Regions from separate parts of the Cyprinus carpio genome. Here region 1 is linked to region 2. The links are chromatin contacts, called in public Hi-C maps. All regions are on one chromosome and are shown on one strand. The core of a region is the stretch at or near the end of the contact, and the rest is flanking DNA. Distances in the headings are between cores, read along the strand shown.

What was found. A called contact is a pair of places that touch in the nucleus more often than the background predicts.
Region 1: a Hi-C map of liver shows a contact between it and region 2, with 7 times the contacts expected there. The contact joins the enhancer-like site here to the promoter of snx9a in region 2. A contact is called at or near these places in 3 of 8 Hi-C or Micro-C datasets (liver and red blood cells).

Annotation. Positions count from the first base shown.
Region 1 is chrB17:17,174,885-17,179,833 of ASM1834038v1, reverse strand. It overlaps LOC109076470 (protein EFR3 homolog B-like), which reads left to right. Exons shown (of 22, transcript XM_042742570.1): 7 at 151-270; 8 at 1,527-1,605; 9 at 1,806-1,941; 10 at 2,747-2,908; 11 at 3,178-3,289; 12 at 3,451-3,502; 13 at 3,659-3,831; 14 at 4,217-4,454; 15 at 4,683-4,811. Among protein-coding and RNA genes, the nearest start is that of LOC109076472, 12 kb to the right of the region's middle. Within about 2 kb of position 1,738, at least 1 of the 8 cell types and tissues checked has an H3K27ac peak or open chromatin away from gene starts, as enhancers often do. A contact at or near this core is called in liver, where this site is marked.
Region 2 is chrB17:17,138,126-17,142,861 of ASM1834038v1, reverse strand. It overlaps snx9a (sorting nexin-9a), which reads right to left and starts at 1,993. Exons shown (of 18, transcript XM_019092170.2): 1 at 1,638-1,993. The coding sequence starts at 1,649.

The DNA.
Region 1 (4,949 bases), core at 489-2,988, 37 kb before region 2:
ATCTGAATTGAACCGTGCAATGAACTCCGAACCATAAAACTCTTCACATCTAATAAATGAAATAACTGACCACAAGTAACAGTACTGCCAACAACAATCAGCCTATTGATCAGCCCTGGTTTATGTTTGTTTTATGATTCTTATTGATAGGTCTCCTTCCCCAGAGACAGAGAAGGAGAGTCCAGTGGAACTGACAGAGAGATGCTTTCGAGAGCTGCTTGGACGAGCGGCCTACGACAACATCAAGAACGCTGTGAAACCTGTGCTCATGTGAGTGTTTATGCGCTACCCTGATCAGCCACAAGAGGGCAGCACAGGGACACATTTCTTATCTTTTCAGTTCATTTTATACAAGTAGTTATATGAGACGTATATTTTAACTATTAACAATTGTTTTTTTTTTTTCATTATATATTTTATTTTAATGAATAAGGGGCATACATTTGACAATAAATGACTATATGAATTTAGCATTATGGTGAAATTAATGATCATGCAGCTGTTACTAATTGACTGGACTACTTATTATAATACATGCAAAACAATGCACATACACTACCATTGCAAAGTTTGGAGTCAGTAAGATTTTTAAAGAAATGAAAAAGATTTTAAATTGTAATAATATTTCACTATATTACTTATTTATCTTACCAACTTCAAACTTTCGTGTAGAGTGTAAATGGGATAATGACATGGATGCTTGGATGAATTATTAATAATTGAACTCAACAGAGGTTTCCATTTATACATATAAATTAATTTATCCCATTGTAGAATGTCAGGACGAGGTTTTTTTTTTCACACAAATGATACCCCTAGTAAGTAATATATTTACAATTTTATGTATTGCATACCAAGTATAGTTCAAATCTGTTAACATATTTACTGACATAACACTCGAGACTTACTGATGTAAAAATTATAATTTAACTTTATTTGGAGTAATACTTGTTCACGTTTCTTAATATTAAGCCTAAAATGTGTTTTAATGTCACTGTTGATGAGGACTGTATGATCTTTGAATAATATCATTCTTTAAATGCAAGATATTTAAAGTGTACCTGAAGTATATTTGCAATAGGTGTACTTTAGCACAATCAGATATACTTCAATATATCTTTAGTTGGACCTCAGCACTACTTCTGCACAGTTAAAGTGCATTAAGCACAAAATTTGTTGTTCCAATTTAGCAGACTTCAAGTATACTAAAAGTACAACTGCAGGGTATTTTTATTATGTATGTATTTGTAGTATACTTAGCATGAAATGAATGTTTTGCAAATGCATTTTATTATATTTATTTTTCACCAGGGGCACTACAGAATTGGAAAGGAAATGAAGAAAAAAGATTAAACAAATTGTCCTCATTGTTAGCCTAAAACATACTTCACAGTAAAAGTAACTGTAGTATCTGTTGTCACAGTGCAAGTGTATTTATTTTTATTTTTTTGACCTACTTTGTCTGCTGTTTCCTGCTCTAGTTCTATTTGCTGAAGCTAATCATTAATTCACTTGTATATTTCCAGGCACCTTGATAATCATTCACTCTGGGAGAGCAAAACATTTTCAGTGCGCTGTTTCAAAATCATTATGTACTCCATTCAGGTAGGTACAAACAACTCTGCTGAAATTTGATTGTGAAAGTATCTTACACAAAATACAATGCAAGACACACTTGCATTGTAGAGCATGGTCATTTGCTACTAAATAATTACAGTACGTGGTGTTTGTGGACATATCGAAACATTTTTAAAATACAGTAGTGTGTTACTGTAATATTAACTCATCTACGGTTCCTTTTACAGTCCCAACATTCACATCTGGTGATTCAGCAGCTGTTGGGCCATTTGGATGCCAACAGTAAGAATTCAGCCCGAGTGCGTGCTGGGATAGTGGAGGTGATCTCAGAGGCAGCTGTCATAGAGGCCAGTGGATCCATAGGTAACAGACCATCTTTAGACCACTAGAGGGAGCACTAAAACCATCTCAAAAGACAAGCATTTTATAGGATTTATTTCTAAAAACACTTGTCCATATTTGTTCTTTTATTACTTTTTTCTTTCAGATAAAAAGTGATATACACACTGCTTATTTCATATGTATCAAGTGTTTATATGTTTGACAAATAATTTATACAGTAGAAATCAGACGCATGGACAATGTTCCTTAAAGGCACAGTTCACCCCAAAATTGCTCACCCTCATGTAATCAAGATCTTTGGAACAAGATATTTTTGTTGAATTTTGAGAGTTTTCTGACCCTGCATAGACAGCAACGCAACTGACACGTTCAAGGCCCAGAAATGTAGTAACTAAGGACACTGTTAAAACAGTCCATGTGACATCAGTGGTTCAACTGTAATTTTATGAAGCTACGAGAATACTTTTCGTTGACACGGAAGTGATGATATTGTTTAATTAATTCTTTTTTTTTTTTTTTTTTGTGCTTGGAGGATATTATTTGTTATTATTAGTATTAAGGTTGAACCAGTGATGTCACATGGACTATTTTAACAATGTCCTTACTACCTTTCTGGACCTTGAACATGTCAGTTGTGTTGCTGTCTATGCAGGATCAGAAAACTCTCGGATTTCATCACAAATATCTTAATTTGTGTTCCGAAGATGAACGAAGGTCTTACAGGTTTGAAACGACATGAGGGTGAGTAATTAATGTCAGAATTTTCATTTTTGCGTGAACTATCCCCTTTTATTTAGTTTCGGCTCTGTGCCGTCCCTCTCCACAGGGCCCACAGTACTGGAAGTGTTTAATACTCTACTGAAGCAGCTCAGACTCAGTGTGGACTATGAGCTCACAGGATCCTACGACTCTTTTGCAAACCTGGGCTCCAAGGTCATTAAAGTACACGAGGAGAGACAACTCCAAGAAGCTGTCATCAAAACTATTGGTGGGTGAACAATTGAATGTTTGTGAGTGAATCTGACAGTAGTAGCAGTTAAATATTTTTGTAAAATGACCGTGGCTAAACTATATAATTGTCTTGGCTCAGATGAATAATTTTCTACATAGCAGTGCTTAGTTTAATATCAAGCCACATTGTCACTCTTTAAATTATAACAAAATTTGGATTTGGTAAATCTTGGTATTTAAGTCTTTTAAATAGATAGATAGATAGATACTGTGCATGATCCCTTACTTATCTTTCTTTGTTCACAGGCTCATTTGCAAACACACTGCCCACCTACCAACGGTCAGAAGTCATGCTGTTCATCATTGGTAAAATTCCTGTGCCAGGCATGTATCCATCTCTGGGGTCGGCCAACACCGGGTGAGACAGGGTTACAACCTAGACTTTATCAATTAGACATGTTTACGATGTATTTTCTGCTGGCACAAAATGAAATGCAAATTAAACGCTAGCATTTAATAAGATGAATGCTAGCGTTGCAAGATTGTATTTTGTCAATAAGTGTCTTTTTCTGGTTTCAGGGTTGAGGGCAGTAGGATGATCCAGATTATGCTGCTGAAGTCTCTGCTGCAGGTGAGCTGGTTTGTGTCAGTCATGATGTCCCGCTGTGCCATGCGGAGAGCATTTACTCCCCCTGCTGTTTCATGATATCCACAGTTGCTGACGCAGTCTAAACCGTCTGACGGTCTTGTGTGCCTTGAAACATCAGTCTCTCCGTTTCTCATTTAGGTAACAGCAGGATTCCAGTCGACAAACATTTTGACGGCACTTCCCACCTCATTCCTGGACCCGCTCTTGTCCTTCACTCTGATGGAGGACGCAGAGATCCGTCTACTTGTTCTTGACATCCTCATCAGCATCATTGATCGCCATGACAACCGGCACAAATTCTCCCCTGTCAGGTTGGGGCGCACTGACACACTCGAAAAAACTCTAGAAATCTACAATTTAGAAAAAAAAAAAAAAATATATATATATATATATATATATATATATTTTAATATTTTTTACAGTGTACCTGACACATTTTACATTTACCTCTGTATTGTAATGCATGAAGTACTGGTTAAAATGTTAAAAATAGTTAATACATACCATGGTAGCTTTTGATTAGTTAGTGGTTAAAAATGTATCTTTGCTTTCATACATTTCACAGTATGAATTGCTCTTATTATATATGTTTTAAAAAATTATATTATTTAATTTCACAAAGTGTTTTGCTACAGTAGGTCCTTGAGATTTACCTGAAAAACATTTTACGGTGTATTGTTCTATTGTTTTCAACAGAATTATCTCAGATATCTCAATACTGAAGTTGAAAGTAGACAAGTGCTCAAGGCAGGATAACCTGTTCATGAAGAAACACAGCCAGAGGCTGTACCGCCACATTTACCTGGCCTGCAAAGAGGAGAGCAGCGTCCAGCGGCACTTTGAGTCTCTGTATACGCTGCTGGGGTTGATCTGTGTGGAGCTGGCCAATGAGGAGGTGGTGGTGGACCTGATCCGACTGGCTTTGGCATTACAGGTGTTTCTCTCACCTCTGTGATATGTACATGACTGTGGGGCTAAATAATTATGCCAGTGGACACATAGGGTCATCATAATGATATAATTAATATACATTTTAAAAGCCAACATAAGTCAACTTTTAGTTCAGCATCATCAGAGTGATAATAAAAGTGTCATCAAAGTGTCTATCAATACAATAACAATAGTTCTTTTTTCATTTCCCCTGATGCGTCCTCTTCCTCAGGACCTGGCCTTGACTGAAGAGGCTCTTCCTGTATACAACCGCTGTGCCATCCACGCTCTGTCAGCTGCGTACCTGAACCTCATCAGTCAGCTGACCACTGTGCCCACCTTCTGCCAACACGTCCATGAGGTGAGCGCTATCTATCTATCTATCTATCTATCTATCTATCTATCTATCTATCTATCTATCTATCTATCTATCTATCTATCTATCTATCTATCTATCTATCTATCTATCTGTCTGTCTGTCTGTCTGTCTGTCTGTCTC
Region 2 (4,736 bases), core at 744-3,243:
GCTCTTTCGCATGACCAGCCATCACAAAACACAGCCAACATGTAAACCAAAACATTAAAACTGGTTTTCTGTGTCAAACCACCTCTAACCAAGCTCAGCTTCCATATTTAGTGCGCTGAGTGTTTATCCATATCAAAACGACGTGCTTCCTTGAATGATAATGCTGACCAAACCACTGAATGACGTGTTCCCTTGGGTTCTGTTCCTGACAGGATGCACCATGTTCCTGTTCACAGCAACAAGGTGGAGACAGGCGACACAAAGGCCTGCCTCATCGTGACCTAGTGAGGTGCCTACCTAGACAGTATTTTGAGGTGGGTTTTGAGTCAGCTGACTGTTTGTGCATATTTGTACCCAGATGACTCAGAACCTGCATATAATGTCCATGAATACTACTAATTTAGCTCACTAGGTTTTGAAATACAGCAAGTTTTAAATGCTGATTTTTCAAAACTCTTCTCAGTAATACATTTTTAGTACTAATCCCCAACAGATAATAGTAACATATACACAAACTTTAAGTAACAGCCTTTCATAATACAATTAGCTACACTTTTCATTTGCATCTGCGCTCTCTCTTTTAAATAAATGTAACCAATTTAACTATTTTAATCATTTAATCTAACTGATCTTTATGGTTATTGTCAAATCATACTTTTCCCCCATGTATGATCATTTTTGTGCTTTTGTAAAGTTTCAAAATTATGAATAAATATGTGTTACAATTAGGGTTGGGCTTAATAAAATAAAAGACTTAATTTTAATAATCTCTCTATATAATAAAAATAATAATCCCTGTACATTGTGACGTAATTAATTTAACACGTGTTCCCTGACACCCTGGTGTTGTATACATGCTGTAAAATAAATAAATACATACATACATACATAAAAGTTCCAAAAAGTAAACTTATGATATCACTTACTACATTCATACAGTAATTCTAGTTTCGTTTGTCCCAGTTTAGTTCAGAGCTTAATTCATTTAGTACCTAAATAGAATTATGATTAACATTAAATAGCCTAACAGTCCTTCTAATCTATTTACTGTTGCCTGAAACATTTTTGCACATCTAAACGCTATTTTGTGTTCATAAACTTGCCACACACTCATGTTGTAGGCTACTTTACATATATACCAGTACATATTTCTAATACTGATAAAGTAACCTTTTCACTCCATTAATCAAATCCTTGATTCGAGCACTACGAGCTGGACCTGTCAATGTTTTCTTGAATGAATTGACCAAACCGGTTCAAATGATTCATTGATAAGGCCTGACTCAATAGAATTCGTTTAGGAATAGGGCATCAGTACTGGTTTTGCAAACAGTGTACAGCAGTGGATACAGTTCAAATCGCAAGTGAAATTAGGCCTACCTATAAATAAGATCTTGCTAAACTAATGGACATTTTGTTATAATTCGTTTCATAGAAATACAACTCTTGTTGTAATACAACATATTTTATCGGGTGTTAACTTTACTTAAAAATACAGTCCATTAATAAAGTACACTGATGAGTGTCTACAACATGCAACAATGCAACATTAATTATCGTTTGGCTGTTCGTATGAGACAAATGCGCCACAGTCATTTCATTAGTAGTGTTTATCACAGTGTTGTACCAAAACTTACCTTCACTGCCATCGTGGTATCAATAATTTAATCACCATTAACATGCGATATGACTTCTTAAAATCAACAAAACGTAGTAAAAACAAACCTTTCTGTCCCTAAATGAAGCGAAAATGACGCGTTTATTTTTGTGTTATGCAGCAGTGACTGCTCTCGATTAGCAAAACATAGCTCGATAAAATCCAGTTATCTGACCCATATAACGAGACATGGGCGTTGAAAATGGAGATGTTTCGTCCTCTTTCCCTAACTCGGACCCGGAAAACTTCAGCACATTGGCCTCAAAATGTATGGCTTATTGAGCTGTCAGAGCAGCTCTTCCTCCAACTCACACACACACACACACACACCGCCCAGTAAAGCTCAAGTAAACAACAGAGACATTATGAAACACTGGAATTCAGGATTTATTTAGATGTTGTAAAACCTATTAGACATCGAAATTATCGCGATTATTTGTATTAGTTATTAAGCTATTTTAATTTAACACAAGCATTTTATTTGAAAAGCTTATATGTTTGTAGCAATGAAAGATTGTTTGTGCTTAGGCGTGTCAGAGCAGGTTTACTGAAGGAACGGCTTCTTCAGGGAAGGACTGCCACTGCTGTGCAGGTAGAGTAAGAAAGGTGGTGAGAAAAAATATAAAATATAAACAAGGAGCTGCACTAAATATGTGTACTCCCATAATGAAGTAAGATTGCCATCTACTGGTCTTTAAAGGTAAAGCCACATTTCCAAGCTAGTGTTTTCATCCAGCATCAATCAATATGCCATTGAATTACTTTTTGACATTATTTATTTATTTTTTACTCATATTTTATTTATGTTGTGTGTATAGAGTGCACACAACATATGCTTATTTATATATATTTATTTGACTACAACGTTTAAAGTCACTGACATTTGTTTGTTCACAAATGGTGCTCTTATAACTCCTATAAAGAATGAAAGAAATTGATATTTTGAGAAAAAAAAACGTAATTATTGCAACTGATACTGTGTTTGGTATATTATTTTCGAGGAAGCTGTCACATGACTTCTTGACTTTCTGTGACAGTAGTGCAAAAAAATAAAAAAAATTTTTTAGGTGCAATTTTTTGAACTTTCGAAACACACAAATTGTACCCACATTTTGTCCATATAAATGTAATAAACAATACTAATAAATAATAAAATATAAATATATAAAACAATCATGCACACACACACACACACACACACACACACACACACACACACACACACACACACACACACACACACACACACACACACACACACACACACACACACACACCCATAGCACACGTACAGTACATCCAAGAAATGTCTATTTGATGTAGCCTACATGTTTACATCTGGAAGACATTTTTAGAGTGTTTGCTTGTCTGCAGTACGTCTCTTATCAGATGTTAAAAAAAAAAAAACATGTAGAAAATCTCTTTAAGATGTTTATGATTTAGAAAGTATGTAAAACCTACATCTTATAAATGTTTATCAGATTTTTGTGCACAGCAGATGGTTTCCAGATGACGTGCTCTCTATCTATCTATCTATCTATCTATCTATCTATCTATCTATCTATCTATCTATCTATCTATCTATCTATCTATCTATCTATCTATCTGTTTGTGTAAAGTTGAGCACAGGGACTGCGAGCACATTTGAAAGACTTGAAGTAGGTGAACGTGTGTGCATGTAAGCTCATGACACAGATGATTTACTGGAATAGAGTCCCACCGGAGCAGAACTCCCTCAGTTGCCTAGGGAGATTCCCAGTTTGGTGAAGGTTATGTGGTCATTTTCAAGGCTTTGTGTGTGTGTCTGAGCGAGGGAGTGGGAGACAGAGGGGTTGGGTGGGTCGGGGGTCAGGATGCCAGCAGCTGCTCAGTACTGATTGTGTTCCACTTTTGTTCACTGTCCTCCACATCAGCCTGAGGAGAGACAGAAGGGAGAACACCCAAACAGAGATGCTCTCTTGTGTGGGAATACTGATGAGTGAGGGGAGATGAGAGTCAATGAGAGATAGATGCAGGTGCTGGAAGATCTTCCAGAACGTCTGGGCTGCTGCTAATTTAATACACCCTTTGCATTCTGTGATCTTTGTTTGTTGCTCTCGGGGGTTAATGTGTGTTCTCAGTGTGTAACTTTGCCCAACAGAAAAAGATGATGAAATATCACTCACATCGGCAAATATATTTAACCAAATCACTTGACAATATTTGACTTCCACACAAAGAATGTACTTGTTTCTGACAAATTTAAGGCATGTTTTGTTTTTATTTTTTTTTTCTTTTATTTATATTTTGGCTTTTGCATTTTGTTGATTTTATGGATTTTATTTTTTTTTTTTTTTTAATTTTTGTAGATAACTGACCAATGATGACGATAATAGAATGAAAATAGAATGCTTCAAAACTGTTGCAAAAACTGTTGAAAATACATTTGTGTGTGTGTGTGTGTGTGTGTGTGTGTGTGTATATATATATATATATATATATATATATATATATATATATATATATATATATATATATATATATATATATATATATATATGTATATATATATAATCCTCATCTCATAATAATATTTTTATTTTTATTATACTTTTACATTTCAAAATTTTTCAGAAAGATAAAGAATTATTATGTGACAATGATGTATATATATGTATATATATATATATATATATATATATATATATATATATATATTAGAAAAACTATAAATCATGTCACAGTAGCATCATTTTCAGCACACCAGACAAAGCTGATTCTTTTTTAGCATTTTTAAAAACAAAGTTAACTTTACAGGAATGGTATTTCTCCTTTTGCAATTTGCAAATAATTTTTTTCCTGCTGTGTCATAAAATTCATCTTTAAGGAAATATAGAATAGTATTCTAAATGATAATCACAACAAAGCATAATATAATAATAATAATAATAATAATAATAATAATAATAATAATAATAAAATAGGACTATCTCACTGTTGTAAAATGTAAGTTTATAAAATGTGTTTATTTGTAAATAAAGGAGACAATAATGTCAGGAAGAACTGGAGATGAAATATTAGCATGCGAATACAGTTATGA